Linked DNA regions of Sus scrofa: region 2 is linked to region 1. Evidence: chromatin contacts called from public HiChIP or PLAC-seq data. All regions are on one chromosome and are shown on one strand. The core of a region is the stretch at or near the end of the contact, and the rest is flanking DNA. Distances in the headings are between cores, read along the strand shown.

Evidence for each region. HiChIP or PLAC-seq counts read pairs in DNA pulled down with a chosen protein or histone mark.
Region 2: a contact with region 1 is called in an H3K27ac HiChIP or PLAC-seq map of alveolar macrophages. The contact joins two enhancer-like sites. A contact is called at or near these places in 1 of 5 promoter capture datasets (fetal liver), 1 of 47 Hi-C or Micro-C datasets (liver) and 1 of 2 datasets of contacts at active chromatin or transcription factors (alveolar macrophages).

The regions. Positions count from the first base shown.
Region 1 is chr7:98,092,293-98,097,702 of Sscrofa11.1, reverse strand. It overlaps DLST (dihydrolipoamide S-succinyltransferase), which reads right to left. Exons shown (of 15, transcript NM_214397.1): 3 at 3,247-3,295; 4 at 228-283; 5 at 3-77. Among named protein-coding and RNA genes, the nearest start is that of DLST, 3.8 kb to the right of the region's middle. Within about 2 kb of position 2,747, at least 3 of the 83 cell types and tissues checked have an H3K27ac peak or open chromatin away from gene starts, as enhancers often do. A contact at or near this core is called in alveolar macrophages, where this site is marked.
Region 2 is chr7:98,228,895-98,234,304 of Sscrofa11.1, reverse strand. The region is part of intron 7 of EIF2B2 (translation initiation factor eIF-2B subunit beta); the gene reads right to left. It also overlaps a transcript of ACYP1 not described here. Among named protein-coding and RNA genes, the nearest start is that of EIF2B2, 28 kb to the right of the region's middle. Within about 2 kb of position 3,299, at least 2 of the 83 cell types and tissues checked have an H3K27ac peak or open chromatin away from gene starts, as enhancers often do. A contact at or near this core is called in alveolar macrophages, where this site is marked.

The sequences.
Region 1 (5,410 bases), core at 1,498-3,997:
ACCTTTCTCCCACCTGACATCTCCTTCTGTGACAGATTCTGCAAATGCTGGGGTTTTGACTGTAATCACATCATCCTCTAGGAAAAGAGGTTAAAAACAAAACAAAACAAAAATCACACACAGTCCATATTTCTTTTCAATTTTTCTTGAATTAAATTCAGTCAATTATAGTTCTTCCCATTAAAACTCCATTCCCAAGAAGCAGGGAGCTGAAGGCAGATACTTACTGCACACAGCTGTAGTTCTGAAGAATCGAACATTCAAGACACTACTGTTGCTAATGCTACAAAACAAAAATAAAAGTAAACTTTAGCGGGTGATATTTTAGTCTAGATAAGGCACCATGGGTCACCTTCCCTCTTTGTTTTATTTTTGCTTTTTAGGGCAGCACCCATGACATATGGAGGTTCCCAGGCTAGAGGTTGAATCGGAGCTAAAGTTGCCAGCCAACGCCATAGCAACACAGGATCTGAGCCGCGTCTGCAACCTACACCACAGCTCACGGCAACATCAGATCCTTAACCCACTGAGCGGGGCCAGGAATCGAACCCACAACCTCATGGATACTAGTTGGATTCTTTTCCGCTGCATCACAATGGGAACCCGCGTCACCTTCCCTCTTTACATCAGTGATTCCTGACTAGGAGTGCGCATCAGTGTTGCCTGGGGGAACTTTTTCAAAGCACACATGTCCAGCCCCATTCCCAGAGATTCTGACTCAGAGGGTCTAGCACAGAGCCTGGATGACTTGGGTGCCTTAAACAGTGAGTTCCTTGGGTAAGACCAAGAGCCTGTGCTGCAGTGAAATGCCAGCTCTCACAGAGCAGACTTACGTTTGGGTCTTTGAAGAAGATAGCCATCTTAGTCCTCTGCATACCTACCAAAAGGACTTAAGCTTCCTGACTGGTTTTTCTTAACTTAAATCCAAGTAAAATACATTGTGCCCTCAGGGTACATACCAGTTGTCACATACACAAGAATTTCTGTCCTCAGGATTAAAGATTTAGATCAGACAGGACAGCAAGATAAGCCAGTTAACAAGTAAAAAGGTGTTATGCACAAAACAAACAAAACCCCCCACAAACAAACAAAAACACCAAGAAAAACCATTAATAGTGGTTATCACTGGAGAGTGGCAGACGTAGATAATACATGGCACCTATGGTTATCTGTTACATAACACATGCATTTTGGAAAAGTAATTTGATCTGATGGAGACTTTCACCTTCTACACTTCAAGGTTGTTTGAACATTCTACCACACCTTTCTATCAAAAGTTGCCTTTTGATTATTTTTACTTTTCTAACATCAAAATAACTATAAAGTCTATGTAAAAATCAAAGGAAAAAAACGTATGTTATTAAAAATTATAGATATAGGAGTTCCCTGATAGCTCAGTGGGTTAAGGATCTAGCACTGTCACACTGTCACTGCGTAGCAAAGGTTAATTCCTAGCCCAGGAACTTCTGCAAGTGGCAGCAAAAAAAAAAAAAAAAAAAAAAAAAAAAAAATGGAGTACAAAGTATTGTGTAAAGTTCAAAACCATGTTTCAGGGCAAGAACTAACAGGTAACATGTAAATGCAGAGACTGCTCTTTGAGGACACCTGAGAACCTGCAGTCCTGGCTGTCCCCAGGAGGAGGAACTTGGTGGCACCACAGAACAAGGATAAAATCTTCCCATGGATACTCTTTACTTTTGAATCATGTAAGCTATAAATAAACACATAAAAATCTTTTATTGTAAAACTGTATTTGGGTGTACCCATTGTGGCTCAGTGGTAATGAACCCAACTACTCTCGGTGAGGATGTGGGTTCCATCTCTGATCTCACTTAGCAGGTTAAGGATCCAGCATTGCCGTGAGCTGTGGTGTAGGTCGCAGACGTGGCTCAGATCTGGAGTTGCTGTGACTGTGGTATAGGCTGGCAGCTGTAGCCCCAGTTTAATCCCTAGCCTGAGAACTTCCATATGCCACGGGTGTGGCCCTAAAAAAAAAATTTTTTTTTTTTTTTTTGTTTAAGTAAAATGATTATCTTATTCACAGAAAAGAGACATTGAACAACATAAAAACTGTTATTAGAGTAATACTCTCATCCAAGGTGTAATCCTTATCCCTCAAAGTTTAGGGGTTTTTAAAAATAATTTACTTTAAAATGGTTATTTGTGGTGTTTATTATTGTTCGGAGATTTGTGGTTGCTCCAATTTTCATTTAAATTGCAGATGAGTAATATTGTGAATCTCCCTGAATAATTTTTAAATTATAAAAGTAATCTCACAGTAGATGTTCACAGTATGACAGTTAGAAACAGCAAAAAGAACATTTACAATGGGATTATACCATACGGTAGAAAAGAGAACCATTTTATAACCTGCTTTTTCCCATCTATAGAATGAATAAAGCTTAACCAATCCCCTGTTATTTGGCCATTTTAAGAGAAATGTGGGTATGCTGGGCATTCTTCAGTATAGACTCCTAAAAATGGAATTGCTATATCAAAAGGTTCACTCAGTTCAAATACTTATGAATGCCAAACTGCACTCCAAAAATAACACAGGAACTCATATTTCTAGTAGTGTGTGCATCAGTTTCTCAAATAAAAAACCAAAAGACCAAACACTGTAATGCGCACTGAAGAAGGCGCTAATCTGCTGACCCTTCATTTTGAAGATTCCCCCTGTAGAGAAAGTAGCTTGACAGTGCTAGAGAGCATCCTCTTAGCACCACCCTGAAAACACTTGGAATGCAAAGTAGCATTAAGCAACACTCATAAGCAGAAGTTAACCTCAAACGCGCATGGGTGGCCTTTCTCCAAACCTTGCATTATGCAATAATAGAATTATAATTAGCAAGACTCTTTGCTTTTACTGTTTTTAAAGGGAGTAACTATGCAACCAAAAAGATGCTCTTAATCGCCGCAATAAATGTAACCTCCAGCTTTTCAGCTTCACTTGTATCCAACCAGAATATTTAGGAGCACCCCACTACATCTATTCTCATAAAAAGAGGGTTCCAGCTTCACCTTCATTATAATTTAAACACCTGAGGACAGGCACACTCCTGGTCCAGCACTTAACATGGAGCTAAAGCTCAAGCACATGTCATGAATTAACATCAAGGTTAGATCTAGGGACTCAACACAAACAGTCTGATTTCTAGGTTTGAAAGTCAATGAAGAAAGCAGACAGTCAAACTGATGTCTTAAATACCCCGTGTCCACATATCTATGCTCCCCAGTGATACTTACACAATCTTCCTGCTGTCAGGGTAACCTGGTCCCTGACATAAGGAGATCCCTGCAAGAAACAAAACAACTCTTAACCAACAACTCTTTATCTTACACAGGATACCTGCTGGGAATGGAAAAGACGTCTGTTCACCCCCTAACTGAGATAGAGCAGGATCAACAGCAAGCAATAATATCATCTTTATCAGAAAGTCCTGCTTCTTAAAACTTTTCCACCAAAGTAACTGTTATGGCAGAGAACAGGTATGTGGGACTGTGGGTGGGAAGGTGTTTGAGGAAGAAAGGGGAGAATTCTATCATCTTATTTACCTTAAAATTCATAAACTCTCATTATCCCTACATGTTTTCATAATAAAGTGCCTCTACTCTGCAAGTCTTCAAATACAACTGAAGCTTAAGAAAAACACATGATGGCTTATCTTGTGAAGACACAGCCTAATCAGAGGAGCAGTGGAAATGTTTGATCTGAGTTTGTTTCCCTGGTTATTTAAAATACACTGAGCTGGAAGTCTTGTTGCCTGTACCTCAGCAGCAAAGACTGGGCTACTTTAGGCCCAAGGACTCCAGCTGGTTCTAGGACTGAGCAAATCATTATCCCTTCTTTCAGTGTTTTGTCTTCCCCCCTCCCTGAGACCTTCCACTCTGGTCACACTCAACAAGGTGGGAGCTCCTCTCTGCCCCACCAACTGTCCTTAGCACAGATGACTGCATTTCCTCAATAACTAATCACTCTATCTGCTTCACCTGAATATATTCTCTCCTGGGTCTTACTTTTTCAGATCTATTAATAACTCTTTCTGAACCATGGGCACAGGAGCCACTGAACGGGAGACAATTCTCTCTTGTGCCCACCTCCATGTCCAGTAGCCAATGACTATGCAGTAAAAACCCCAAGCATAGCATGTATTTGAGCTAGAACAGCCAGCCCATACCAACTTCTGGAATCCTAAGTCCAACTCAGAATTCATCTTATAGCAAGTTTCATTTGTACAGTGCTTTGGAGTTGATAAAAATCCTTCACATAATGACCTCATTTTGATTTTCGCCTCACAGCTCCCTGAAGCGGAACAACCATCTGCCATGATCCCCATTTCATACATAAGAAAGGCTTCTGGAGGTTAAGTGACGAGCCCAAGGAGAAGTGCTGAACCACAATGTAAACCCCAAATACAAAGCTCTTCCCATTGTCCTGCTAGTCTCTAAAATGGAGAAAACCTTTACTGACATTTTTCAGGATTCCAAACTAAAAAGTTTATTACTGAGAGTCCTGAGCTAACATTGTGCCAGGTGCCTATGACCTCATGGCTCTTAGAATAAAGTCCAAAAACTTTACACATTCCTGCCCAGCCCTCCCAGACAGGCTTCCTTTCCATTTCTATGACGAGTCAAGTCTTCCTGCCTGAAAACCTTTGCACAAGCAATCCCCTTTGCCTAGAATATCGTTCTCTCAGCCAACTCCTATGGATTCTTTAAGACTTGGCTTAAATGTCACTCCTGTGGGGGAAGCCTTTGCTGATATTACCGCTGCACTCTCCACCTCCCAAGCTGGCTACTTCATCCCACCCTCTCATTACACTCCACTTCTCTTTCATAGTAGTTACAATGTAATTATGTCCTTCCATATGCATAAACATGTATTTGTTGTCTCTCCTGGTAGCCCATAAGATCCTGGAGGGTAGAGACCATCTATATCCCTGTCACCTAGGACAGTGCCTGGCATGCAGTGACATTTTAATAAATAATTTATGTAGTGCATGAGTAAATGATAACCTGGTGGGTTAGGGGTTCAAGCAGAAGAGTAGGTAGGCCTGGCTTGACCAGTAGTTGTCCAAGTGACCTTGGTCAAAGCACTTAACCTCTCTTAGCCTTGAATGATACATGCGTAAATAAAGAAAATTTCTCTTTTACTGTTTTTTAATGATTAACTGAAAAAAAGTACAGAAAGCACTCAGAACAATGCTTGGCACACAGAATGCCCATAATACGATCAACTCATTCAACAAATATTTGTATCATGTGTATAAAAAACTATTGGGATAAAACCAAAATTCTTTCTCCTAGTCTCGATACCTCGTGGCACTCTACCTCATGGCACTCTCTCCCTTAACCAAAATGCTCTGGTCAAATCACCTTTTTTTTTTTTCCAGTAACGAAATACTGCCAA
Region 2 (5,410 bases), core at 2,050-4,549, 140 kb before region 1:
TTGTTTTCTTTTTTAATGTTTGTTTTCATAGTGGCACTTGTCACATCACATTTGCATTTTGAAAATTCTGCTCTGGCAGCAGTGTGGAGCATGGATCGGGCGTGGAGGTGGAGTCCTAGTAACTGCAGAGAGACTGTTAGGAGGATATTGCCATATCTAAGAAATGATAACTAGAGGGGACCAGAGTGGCCTAGGGAGAAAGATATTTAGGAGATAAAGTCAACAGGACTTGTTGGTGGAGTGGATGTGGGGAAGGTATATCAAAGATGACTTCTGGTTTTTTTTGACCTCTGTTACTGAGTGGACAATGTTGCAGGACCAGGTTGGAAGAGAAGCAGGCAGGGAGGGTGAAAATCATGAGTTCAGTCTGAAATCCCTTTGAAATGTTCAAGAAGTGTCAAGAATGGGTTGGATATTACAGGTTAGGACTCGAGAAACATTCTGATATAGAGATCTAAATCTGAGTGGTCAGCATAACGTTGGTCTTTGAAGTCGTGGATGAGAAGAAGAGAAATTCTGAATTTAGACTAATTCCACCATTTAATAGCTGGGTAGAAAAGGGTGAATCAGCAAGAGAGACTGTGAAGGAACAGAAAAATAGGAAGAACACAGGCAAAGGCTGTGTTGCAAAGCCAAGACTTTGTACAAAATGCTGCCGAGTGGTTAAGTGAGATGAGGACCAAAAACATCCCTTGGATTTCCCAACAGTGGAGGTCAGGAACTTCAGCAAATAAGAGGTGTTTCAGAGAAGAGACAGGGTGGGATGACAGCCCCCAACAGGACAGGTAGACAGGTGGACAGGCTCAGAAATCTGTGACATGGAAAAGGGACTACAGGAGGGTGATGGTGTAAGAAGGTTTTTTTTTTTTTAATTTAATTTAATTTTATTTTTGTCTTTTTGCCTTTTCTCCCTCAGCATATGGAGGTTCCCAGGCTAGGAGTCTAATCGGAGCTATAGCTGCCGACCTACACAGAGCCACAGTAATGTGGGATCTGAGCCACATCTACAACCTACACCACAGCTCATGGCAATGCCGGATCCTTAACCAACTGAGCAAGGCCAGGGATTGAACCTGCAACCTCACAGTTCCTAGTCAGATTCATTAACCACTGAGCCACACGGGAACTCCTAATTTTATTTTTTAAACTGGGAGACTCTTGAACCATTTACAAGGGATGCTTGATCCTGTCAGGCCTGGAAAAGGCCAGATGGCTGAGAGCCCTGAGCATCACTGAGGGACTTGGATCCCCATTGTAGATGTGCATTGTAGACCTTCAGAGCCTCTGAAATCTGAAAGCCGTTCATCTTCTTTGATTTTCAAAATATGCCCTTTTATCCTGTTTACAATGTAAGTTTATTTTGTAAATGTCATAATGGATCAAAGGCAAAGTTCTATCATAATTATCACAGAAGTATAATTCATGAAGGTCAAATTTTGGTAGTTTTACTATTTCCAGAAAACAAATAGATTTGTTCCTAAAATTGTATTTACCTGGAATTCTTTATTGTTTAATACCAAAATCTCACTAATGGCATCTGAGATGAGAATAGCCACAAGATCTGCAGATGTTCAGAGAAATAGAGGGGACATATTTAAATTTCTCGATATTCTAGATTGTCACTCTGTTGGTTAGCTGCCACCAAGGAGATTTTTAGATAAAAGCACTTTTCTAAGTCAAGATATGTTTTTGTTACTCTTGAATACCAAAAGCAATCTATTCCTATAATTGACTTAATGTTTGTACATATTTTTGTAATGGACAAATATATTACTGATTTAAATTATGGTGAAATTAATGCCATCTAATAGCACTTTTTATGGCATGTTTCCACCTACAAAAAATATAACTGTTCAGTTATGATAGCATAAAGAATAAGCTATGAATGTTAAGCTAAAACTAGGATAGCATAAGTATTTATTCAGCAATATTTTTTGAGCACCTGTTATGTGCCTGGTGCATGCTGGGAACATAACAAAAATCCTCGCCCTTATGAAGTTTCTATGTGTTGTTTTGAAATATCAAAAATACAGCCCTGACATGAGTAAATTACTTTCATATATTCTGCTTCATTCAAGGAATGGACAACATCATGAACTTTGTTATGGATTATATAATCCTCTAGAATCAGGTGCAGGATTGATTTCTTAGGATTCCTAACTCTTGGTAATTCACATTGGCTCTAGTTTCAAGTTTGAGGTTACTCCCTCATAATTTATTATTTATTCCATTGTTTTGCCCGATACAGGATGTTCGGTATTCATCACAACCAGCTGCAACTCCTCCTAACCTCAAAGGAGTTTAAAATTCAGCATTTTGGGGCCTGTTCTGTGGTTACACATGCTGTCAGAAAAATTATAATCCATTTTTAAGTCTGAAGCTCTCATGCCATGAATTTGATGGTGTCATAGAAACAGCTTTTTAATCTTTAGTAGAAATAGGAACAACAGGCATTATCTATTTTGATCAAATTCAAGAGGAGAACTTTTATTTCAGTATAATCAATAACAATAAATGTCAATTCTTTGGCCAAAAATATTAAAGTTATAAGCTAAAAATATGTAATAATATAATTGAGAATCAGTCATCCTGTCAGTGAGAAAGAGATTTCCTGATAGGTTTGGCTTTGGGGTCAGGACATTCTGCTTCTCTTTCACACTTGAGAGTTTATAGCCTTGCTACTCAAAATCATGGTCTGTAAATAATGTCACCCAGGAGTTTGTGAGAATTGCACAATCTTGTGTCTCATCCCTAATCTACTGAATCAGAATCTGAATCTAATAAGATCAATAGGAGTTTCCTGGTGGCAGTGGGTTAAGGATCCAACCTTGTCACTGCTATGGCTTGGGTTGCTGCTGTGGTGCAGGTTTGATCTCTGGCCTGGAAAATTCCACATGTTGCAGGCGCTGCCAAAAAAAATTATCAAGATCCCTAGGTGACTGTCTGCTCATCAGAGTTTGGGAAGCTTGAGTCTAAAGCATGGCAAACTATGACCTAGGGCCAGATCTAGTAGCCATCACTGGTTTTTGTACAGTCAGGGAGATAAGAATGGTTTTTACTCTTTTTTTAAATTGATATATAGTTGATTTACAATGTTACCTTAGTTTCAGGTATACTACATTTTAAAATAGTTGAACAAAAGGCAAAGGAAGATAATATTTCTTGGGAGATTAAAATTACATGAAATTAATATTTTGGTGTCTGTAAGTAAAGTTTCATTGGAACACAGCTACAACACTCACATACTGTCCATGATTAAGAATGAGTAATTGAATAGTTGTGACAGAAACCATGTGTCCCAACAGCCTAAATCATTTACTGCCTGGCCTTTGACAGAAAAAGAGTGCTGACCTCTGATCTAAAGTGTAATACAATTACAGTCTTCATGGGTTTCAGAGTAGCTTGTGAATCAAAGTCAGCTGATTATAAAATGTGTGGTTTAATGAACCTTCATGGTATCAAAGTTGAATTAATAAAGCAAAATCAGGATATAAACATTAAGAATGTGGGGTTTTCACCTTGTTTTAGAAATGAAATACTAGTTCCCATCGTGGCTCAGTGGTTAATGAATCCGACTAGGAACCATGAGGTTGTGGGTTCGATCCCTGGCCTTGCTCAGTGGGTTAACAATCCGGCGTTGCCGTGAGCTGTGGTATAGGTCGCAGACGCGGCTCAGATCCTGTGTTGCTGTGGTCTGGCGAAGGCTGGCAGCTACAGCTCTGATTAGACCCCTAGCCTGGGAAAACTCCATATGCCGCGGGAGCGGCCCAAGAAATGGCAAAAAAAAAAAAAAAGAAAAGAAAAAAAGAAATGAAATACTAATGAACTAATGAGTTTTTCATCAGGGGATACATTTGTTGTAGTTTTTCCTATAGTTTCAACTTTTTAGGAAACAAAAGAAATAGTTGTGACTCTTCAGTTTGTGTGCTTCTCTTAGCTCATGTTGTTAAATAGTTTGAATTAACCTTTTGCTCCCTCACCACAACATGATTATTTTAATCTTGAGCTGAGAATTTGAAATCCTGGTCCTCCTTGCTGGTCTTCTAGGTGGAAACCTGCTAGTCTTAGTGGACCAGCACGCCGCCCATGAGCGCATCCGCCTGGAGCAGCTGATTGCTGGTAAGAATCTCCTGAGGTCTAGGAAAGCTTGGAGACTCCCCGGCAGAATTAATGTACCTGAAGGAGTTTTTCCAACTGTGACTATTGAGAAAAAAGATTAATTATAGTTTAAAAAATTAATGAAAAAATTAAGCTGGAGTCTGCTGGCTCAGGTTCTTTTATAACTGAAAGTACACAGTAATTCACTTTACTCATTCAAACACATGGGCCTTACTTATGTGGGCAGAGGCATATTTGCCATCTATTTATCATCAGCCCTAAGGATCAGGCTACTTTATTACGACAGTATGCCCGTGGGATCTCCCTTCTTCACAGTTCATCAAGTAGAGACCACCAGTACCTCAGAAGGCCCAACATTTTTGTTTTTATCTTAAAATGTAATTGTTTTTGAATAGGTAGTATAATCAAATCGGTTCCAATCGGAAAGGTGCAGAAGAATATAATAAAGTCTCCTTTCTACCTTTGTCCTTCATCCCACCCAGTTTCTCTCCCCAGAGGTAACCTGTATCACTAATTCATTATGTATTCTTCCAAAGTCAATGTGTGCTTTTTAACCTTTGCCACCCTTTTTTTCTCATCATGAGGTAGTGTTTCCCCAAGATGTAAAATGCCAAGAAAAATCTTTATTCCTGTGGTCAAATAATAAAAAATAAAAATAACAAAACCCTGGAATGTTAAAGAGTTAGGTGAGGACCTAGGGAGGTATAGCAGTAGAATGGCAATGATGTTACTTCCGTCCTCATTTTTCCTTGTAAAATAAGTTGGGAAAGATACAGTAAAAGCAGGGTTAGAAAAGCTTCCTTGCTATAGGCCCTGGGCCATTTGAGAACAGTACTGACCAGTTTTCTTCAGAGACTGGGAAATCCCTCTAAAGGAATGGGGAAGGCTTCTTGAGCCATTGGGTTGTGTAGTAAACCCCTCGTATCTCCCCAGTAATCCACCATAGTCAGCCTTTGTTACTGATACTACATCTGTCGCCTATCTGTAGGAACATTGCATTTGTTCATTTGAATGTAAGATTTAAGTCTTATATTTCTTATTTAAGAAAATACTGCTAGGATTTCCTGTGGTGGCGCAGTAGTTAATGAATCCGACTAGGAACCATAGGGTTGCAGGTTCGATCCCTGGCCTTGCTCAGTGGGTTGAGGATCTGGCATTGCCGTGAGCTGTGGTGTAGGTCGCAGACGCAGCTCAGATCCCGTGTTGCTGTGGCTGTGGTGTAGGCTGGTGGCTACAGCTCTGATTCGACCCCTAGCCTGGGAACCTCCATATGCCACGGGAGTGGCCCCAG